Linked DNA regions of Pan troglodytes: region 1 is linked to region 2. A link is a contact called in public Hi-C data. All regions are on one chromosome and are shown on one strand. Each heading gives the region's core, a stretch centred on a gene start, on an enhancer-like site or on the middle of the called end of the contact. The rest is flanking DNA. Distances are from core to core; before and after follow the strand shown.

The links. A called contact is a pair of places that touch in the nucleus more often than the background predicts.
Region 1: a Hi-C map of stem cell-derived neural progenitor cells shows a contact between it and region 2, with 5 times the contacts expected there. The contact joins the promoter of SRRT here to the promoter of TSC22D4 in region 2. A contact is called at or near these places in 1 of 7 Hi-C or Micro-C datasets (stem cell-derived neural progenitor cells) and 1 of 1 datasets of contacts at active chromatin or transcription factors (stem cell-derived excitatory neurons).

The regions. Positions count from the first base shown.
Region 1 is chr6:110,334,284-110,337,982 of NHGRI_mPanTro3-v2.0_pri, forward strand. It overlaps SRRT (serrate, RNA effector molecule), which reads left to right and starts at 2,165. Exons shown (of 20, transcript XM_009453830.5): 1 at 2,165-2,481; 2 at 2,726-2,865. The coding sequence starts at 2,744. It overlaps TRIP6 (thyroid hormone receptor interactor 6), which reads left to right. Exons shown (of 9, transcript NM_001246623.2): 9 at 326-606. The coding sequence ends at 457.
Region 2 is chr6:109,941,450-109,945,059 of NHGRI_mPanTro3-v2.0_pri, forward strand. It overlaps TSC22D4 (TSC22 domain family member 4), which reads right to left and starts at 2,301. Exons shown (of 5, transcript XM_519260.9): 1 at 1,613-2,301; 2 at 136-1,166. The coding sequence starts at 897.

The DNA of each region.
Region 1 (3,699 bases), core at 915-3,414, 390 kb after region 2:
CTTCTTTCTTTTTTTTTTTTTTGAGACGGAGTCTCGCTCTGTTGCCCAGGCTGGAGTGCAGTGGCACAATCTTGGCTCACTGCAACCTCCACCTCCCGGGTTCAAGTGATTCTCCTGCCTCAGCCTCCTGAGTAGCTGGGATTACAGGTGCTGGCCACCATGCCTGGCTAATTTTTGTATTTTTAGTAGAGACAGGGTTTCACCATATTGGCCAGGCTGGTCTTGAACTCCTGACCTTGTGATCCTCCTGCCTCGGCTTCTCAAAGTGCTGGGATTACAGGCGTGAGCCATCGTGCCCGGCCAATTGTTGCTTCTTTTTCAACAGGAGTGTGGGCTGCTGCTCTCCTCTGAGGGCGAGTGTCAGGGCTGCTACCCGCTGGATGGGCACATCTTGTGCAAGGCCTGCAGCGCCTGGCGCATCCAGGAGCTCTCAGCCACCGTCACCACTGACTGCTGAGTCTTCCTAGAAGTACCTGCTGGGTTCTCAGTTCCAGTTCCCATCCTTTGATTGATCACTCTCCCTGACATCCACCTGTATGACTTCGTCACCAAATGCTGTCTCCTCTTTCTCCAATCAAGAAATAATAATCCCTCGAGTTTACAAAACACTTCCAAGTCTGTTGTCTCATCTGATTCTCCCAGTAGCCCATTACAGGACCAGTCGTTGTTACTGCCTGCATTTTTTTTCTTTTTTTTTGAGACGGAGTCTGGCTCTGTCACCCAGGCTGGAATGCAGTGGCGCCATCTCGGCTCACTGCAACCTCTGCCTCCCAGGTTCAAGTGATTCTCTTGCCTCAGCCTCCTGAGTAGCTGGGATTACAGGCGCTCGCCACCACGCCTGGCTAATTTTGTATTTTTAGTAGAGACGGGGTTTCACCACCTTGGTCAGGGTGGTCTTGAACTCCTGACCTCAAGTGATCTGCCCGCTTCACCCAACCAAAGTGCTGGGATTACAGGCGTGAGCCACCGCCCTTGGCCACTGTCTGCATTTTTACATGTGAGGATGTCAGAGCTGAGAGGTGACTCCCCCAGATTGCATGGTTCTTAAATGGTGGAACCTGGGTCTTTTTGACTCAGGTCCAGTTTTTTTTGACAACTCTTGTAGTCCGTCACTACCCTCCTCTCAGTGCTGGGAGCAAGCACGCCTCAGGGAGGAGGCAAGATTTCCTCTATGTATCTATTTTGAGACAGGGCCTCACTCTGTTCCCCAGGCTAGAGTGCAGTGGTGCAATCAAGGCTCACTGCAGCCCTGAACTCCTGGGCTCAAACAGTCCTCCTGGCTTAGCCTCCCCAGTAGCTAGGACCACAGGGGCATCCCACCAAGCCCAGTTATTATTTTTTTGTGTGTAGATGGGATCTTGCTATGTTGCCCAGGCTAGTCCTGAACTCTTGGGCTTAAGTCCTCCCTCCTCGACCTTCCCAAGTGCTGGGATCACAGGTGTGAGCCAATGTGCCTGGCCCTAAATATTCTGTAAAGGGGTCTTGCTATGTTGCCCAGGCAGGTCTCCAACTCCTGGGCTCAAGTGATCCTCCCACATCGGCCTCCCAAAGCGCTGGGATTGCAGGCGTGAGCCATCTCAGCTGGTCTTCCTATTAAGTCTCACACTCAATTCACTGAGAGGGGCCTTGGTGTTACTCCCGGGGGTGGTAATCCATTGAATCTGGGCGGTCCATACTCTGTTTAGGGCGTTAACTTACAGCCTATTTCATCCAAATACTGAGCGGGGTTAAGACTGAGATCTGCCAATTTTACTTAAAGATGGGGCGTCTTTGTCGAGGAAAAGCAGGAACGGCGGACTTTGCATTTAGTGCGCACTGTGGGACCCAATTTTGGCTGGATATTTGGAGCAGAAAATGGTGGGATACGATGCTTTAAAATGGTTGCTTCCACCTTCCATCCCCTAAGCGCCCGCGCTTCCCAAGCCCACGCCCTGCCCGAGGAGGGGACGAAATCACCCCCGGTGAGGTCAGGAGGCCCGTGGGGGGATCATGGCTGGATGAGAACTGTCTTAGGACCCCGACACATCTGGGGTCGCGCGATCCTCGACTTCGGCTCTCCCTTCGCGCCCAGAGGGCTTCTTCGTCTCCCGAGGCCGCGCTTGGCCCAGCCGAGGTCCCGTAGTTCCTAACGCTCGAGCCGTTATCGTCTCGAAAAACCGCGCGAGACTTGCGAGATCCCCGCCCCTTTCCCATCACGCCCTGCTCTCCCCGCCCTTCGCGCTCGGTTTGTTAGTTCCAGTTCCGGCCGCGAGGGTGGAGCTTTGTACCTCGGAGGCGTGGGTGACGCAGGCGCAGAGCGGGCTGCGTGCGCTACCGCCCATCCTCGGTTGTCCCACTTTTGTTCGCCTCTTTTCGGCCCTCTACTCAAGAGCTCCGTCTCGGTCTCGCCCTCCTCGAAGCCCTCGTCGCGCGCCCGCGACCCAGGTCGCCCTGAAATCTAGCCCGTCCGAGCGCGAGTCCAACGGCCGCGGCCGCACCAAGGTGGGGGAGGGGAGGAGCCTGGGGGGCCCCGCTGGGGCGGGAGAGGAACCGGGGTCCACGGGGGCGGGCGCGGAGAACCTCGGGGCGAGTGGAGGCGTTGGAGCCGCGTCCTCAGGCCTAGGATGGTGGGGGCCGCGGAGGGCTGGCCTTGGCGGGAGGGAAGCGGGCGAGCTGCCCGCGAGGGACGGTCCCTTCCTCCGCTCGTCGTTTTGCACCACTCCGACCGCCTCTCCCCGGTCCCCAGGCCCCCTCAGACCGTGCCATGGGTGACAGTGATGACGAGTACGATCGAAGGCGCAGGGACAAGTTCAGAAGAGAGCGCAGCGACTACGACCGTTCCCGCGAGAGAGATGAAAGACGTCGAGGGGACGATTGGAATGACAGGTGAGCCGTTTTTAACTTCATCTTGTCCCCGTTTCATGCCGTTTCACTCCACCCGCGTCGCTTTTCTTTCTCCCCCTTGTAATTTTTATGAGGGCGAACCCTATGAAATGGCTCATTGGACCGTTTTCTGTGGTTCAGCCTATTTGCTGTTGGCCAAATAACTAGCTGTGGCTTGGTTTTTGAAATTCTCTGCAGATCAGAGCTATAGAGCTAAGAGTTTGAGTATGAAGAAGCACTGTTTATACATGCACGAAAAGCGTGCTTTTTTGCTTTTTTTTGTTTTGTTATTGAGATGGGGTCTTGTTCTGCTGCCCTGGCTGGAGTGCATTGATGCAGTCGTAGCAGCCTCCACCTCCCGGGCTCAACCGATCCTCCCGCCTCAGCCTCTTGAGAAGTTGGGACTCCAGGGGGAGGCCATCACGCCCGCCTAACTTTTAAAAATTATTATTATTGTTATTTCGAGACAGAGTTTTGCCCTGTCGCCCAGGCTGGAGTGCAATGGCGCAATCTTGGCTCACTGCAACCTTCGCCTCTGGGGTTCAAGTAATTCTCCTGCCTCAGCCTCCCGAGTAGCTGGGATTACAGGCACCTGCCACCACGCCCGTCTAATTTTTGTATTTTTAGTAGAGACGGGGTTTCACCATGTTGGCTAGGCTGGTTTGGAACTCTCGACTTTAGGTAATCCACCCAGCTCGACCTCCCAAAGTGCTGGGATTACAGGCATGAGCCAGTGCTTGGTCTAAAATTATTTTTTGTAGAGACAGCGTCTTGCTCTGTTGCCCAGGTTGTCAATTATATTTTAGGAGGATTGCTTCAGAAAAATAATAATATAGA
Region 2 (3,610 bases), core at 1,051-3,550:
CTTATAAAGTGATGGAGAAGGAGGAGGAGGAGGAAGAGGAGGGTGAGGGGGAGGAGGAGGGGGAGGAGGAGGAGGGAGGCTCAAGATAGAGGTTAGGCCAGGGCTGATGGGCCAGCCCTAGAACCCAGGTCTTACCTGCCCCATCTCTTCTGGAGCACCCAACTCCATCCGCAGCCGCATGTCTACAGCTTTCCTCCGGGACAGTGGAGGGGTCCTGGCCCCTGAGCCCCCAGCCTCCGCTTCCACCCTCAGAGAGGGCAGGGGCGTGGCAGCCCGGGATGTGCCCGCACTCTCACCGGTCTCAGGCTCTGGGGGGCGCTGCTGGGGTGAGGAGGCCGACAGTGGGGGTTTCTCTGCCTTGGCTTTGCTGGGCACCACCAGCTGGCCCAGTCCCCCAGTGAAGGAGCGGGCCTGAGGTCCAGGAGAGGTGGGGGGTGGACGGAGCCAGGAGGTGGGGCCCTGAGACAGGCCTGACTGTGGGGTGGGGGCGCCCAGGCCGAGGCTGGCCAGCTCCAACCTGGAATCCAAAGATCTGCCCCCGGCGCCCCCTGAGGCCCCTCGAATTCCCTCCAGGAGTCGGCCGAAGCTGTGGGGCTCCAGGTCTCGCTCATAAACATCCACACACGTCCAGCGACCGCGGCGATAAGGCTCTCCCAGGCCGTGGGGCAGCTTCACCACCCGGAAACGGGAGGAAGGGGCCCCAGGTGGTGGGGAGCCATTCCGGGGGGTGCCCTTGCCCCCCGGATCGGGGCTGGGCTCCCCATTGGGCAGGCGGGGCGGGGGCCCAGTTGGGGGCTGTGGGGTAGGGGGATCCGAAGCCCCTGGGCTCCCCGGGCCCTCATAGTCCGTGGTGACGCTGGTGATTTGGAAACTACTCTTCTTCTTGCCCCCGCTCATGGTCCCTGGGGCTCAGGGCTGGGCCAAGGTTGGGGGTGGGTTGGGGCTCCTTGAAGGGGCTCAGGCACCCCTGGAACAAGGGGGCCACATGGCGGGGACATCCGAGCCCCTGGGGACGTCTGGGTCCGACATGGCAGGAGGGCCTGGCGGGAACCGGGGGTGCCTGCTGGGTGAGGGGAGAAGAGGAGAGGGGAGGTGGCGGGAGGGGGGAGCAGGGGCAGGTTTTTCCTGCTGCTGTTGCTGCTGAACTCCAGAGCTGAGTTTGCAAACTGGAAAAAGAGGGAGAGAGAGAGAGAGAGTGTGTGTGTGTGTGTGTGTGAGAGAAACCAGTGGGCAGGCCACCTCCGGGGCTTCCTCTCCGGGGAGCAGAGTGGGGGAAGGGGAAACCGTCAGAGACCCAGAGACAGGCAAGAGATGACAGAGACCAGGGCAGAGGGGACTGGATCCAAGAAGGCACTCAGAGTAGAAAGAGGCAGATGAGTCCCAGAGTTGGGCATTTCTCGCCTGGGATTCTGACTCAGGGGGCCCGTATTGTCCCAAGAGCTCGGACTCCAGGGCCTGGGAGAACCAGGGTGAAGCAGCTCCCCAGCCTGGCCCGGCCACTCAGAGAGACCTCTCCTGGGCCTCGAGCCCCCACCCTCACCCCAGCTCCCACATCTCTGGGGCAGGCCCTGCCCGGCTACCCCCCAGCGCCCCACCCAGCCCTGAACCCTACCTCTGGGGTCTCGGCCACTGATCTGAGCCTGAGGGTCCCGGCGCCTAAGAGGTCGGGCTGTCCGTTCCCTGGGGCCTCCTGGCCATGGGCAGTGGCGGGGCACGCAGGCGGCGATCAGAGGCTGTCCCGTCCTCTCCGGGGGCCGCAGCTCATCCTGCCAGGCATCTCCGAGGAAAGTTTGCTCTCCGGAAAAGAAGGAACCCGCGCCTCCTCCGAGGAGCCTAGGAGCGGCCTCTGAAGCCCCAAGGGTCTGGAGACTGATGTGGGACGGGGCGGCCGAGCCCCCCTCTGCTCCGGGTGGCAGCCAGCGAGTGGGTGTCCCGAGTCTCCTCCCGCGTGACCCTGCTGGGTCCGTGTCTCCGCTCCTCGGCTCCCCTGGGTCTCTGCCTCTCCGTCTTTCTCTTTCTGGGCTGTTGACAACCCCCACACCAGGAAGTCCTGCCTCCTCGGGCCTGCTGACTGCTTCTCTCCTCCTCCTCCTCCTCCTTCCCCTCTTCCTCCCCTTCCTCCTCCCTCCCTCCTGGGGCTTCCCGCCAGCTGGCCCGGGGCCAGGCCTGCCACAGCCGCTGCTGTTGCAGTTGCTGCAGCCACTGCTTAGGCTGCTGCTCCTGGGGGCCCCAAACAGACTCCCTTAACCCCACACCTGCCGGGCCCTAGCCCCACTCTTGCAGGGAGGGGCTGCAGAGGGCGGGGCTCGGGGAGAAAGGGGAGGAGCTTGCAGGGAGGCGAGGGATTCCCTTACTTGTAGTCAATTGCTGCCATTGGCCTAGAGACACACAGAAGAGACAGAAGGCACAGGCCGGGAGGTGTGCTGCATGCCCACCCAGAAGTTCCCAGTCCCTGCTGTGGGGCGGCTGTGGCTGTTACTGTCATTCTCCTTTGGTTTTCACAGCAACTGCATTATTCCCCCCATTCCTTATTTTTAAAAGTGGATTATTGCCGGATCCCGGTGGTGGCTCATGCCTGTAATCTCCGCACTTTGGGAGGTCGAGGAAGGAGGATCGCTTGAGACCAGTTTGGACAATATAATAGCAAGACCCCATCTCTACAAAAAATAAAAAAAAAAAATAGCTGGGCATGGTGATGTGCACCTATAATTCCAGCTACTCCAAGGTGGGAGGATCGCTTGAGCCCAGGAGTTCGTGACCAGCCTGGGCAATATAACGAGATCCCCATCTCTACAAAAAATTTAAAAAATTAGCACTTTGGGAGGCTGAGGCGGGCGGATCACGAGGTCAAGAGATTGAGACCATCCTGGCCAACATGGTGAAACCCCGTCTCTACTTAAAATACAAAAATTAGCCAGGTGTGGTGGCGGGCACCTGTAGTCCCAGCTACTTGGGAGGCTGAGGCAGGAGAATCACTTCAACCTGGGAGGCGGAGGTTGCAGTGAGTCGAGATCACGCCACTGCACTCCAGCCTGGCGACAGAGTGAGACTCCATCTTAAAAAAAAAAAACAAAAAACTGAGTGTGGTGATGTATACCTGTAGTCCCAGCTACTCAGGAGGCTGTGAGGCAGGAGGATCTCTTGAGCCCAGGAGGTTGAGGATGCAGTGAGCCAAGATTGTGCCACTGCACTCCAGCCTGGGCAACAGAGTGAGACCATGTCTCAAAAAAAAAAAAAAAGTGGATTATTATTATGAAAATTTTCAAACATGCCATGCAGACATGGGGAGACCATGCAAACTCCACACAGATGGTGGTCCCAGCCCAAAATCAATTTTTAGAAAATCATCAATGTTATAATGAAATGACATTCAATGAAATGACATTGTGTGGGGGCCAGCTGTATTTTGCTGGACTATTTGAAATCAAATCCTAGATGTTATACTATTCCCCTTTCCCCCAACCTGCCCCCGCCTTTTTTTTTAGAGACAGGGTCTCTCTCTCTCTCTGTTGCCCAGGATGGAGTGCAGTGGTGCGATCATAGCTCACCACAGCCTGGAACTCCTGGGCTCAAGCCATGCTCCTGCCTCAGCCTCCCAAGTAGCTGGGAC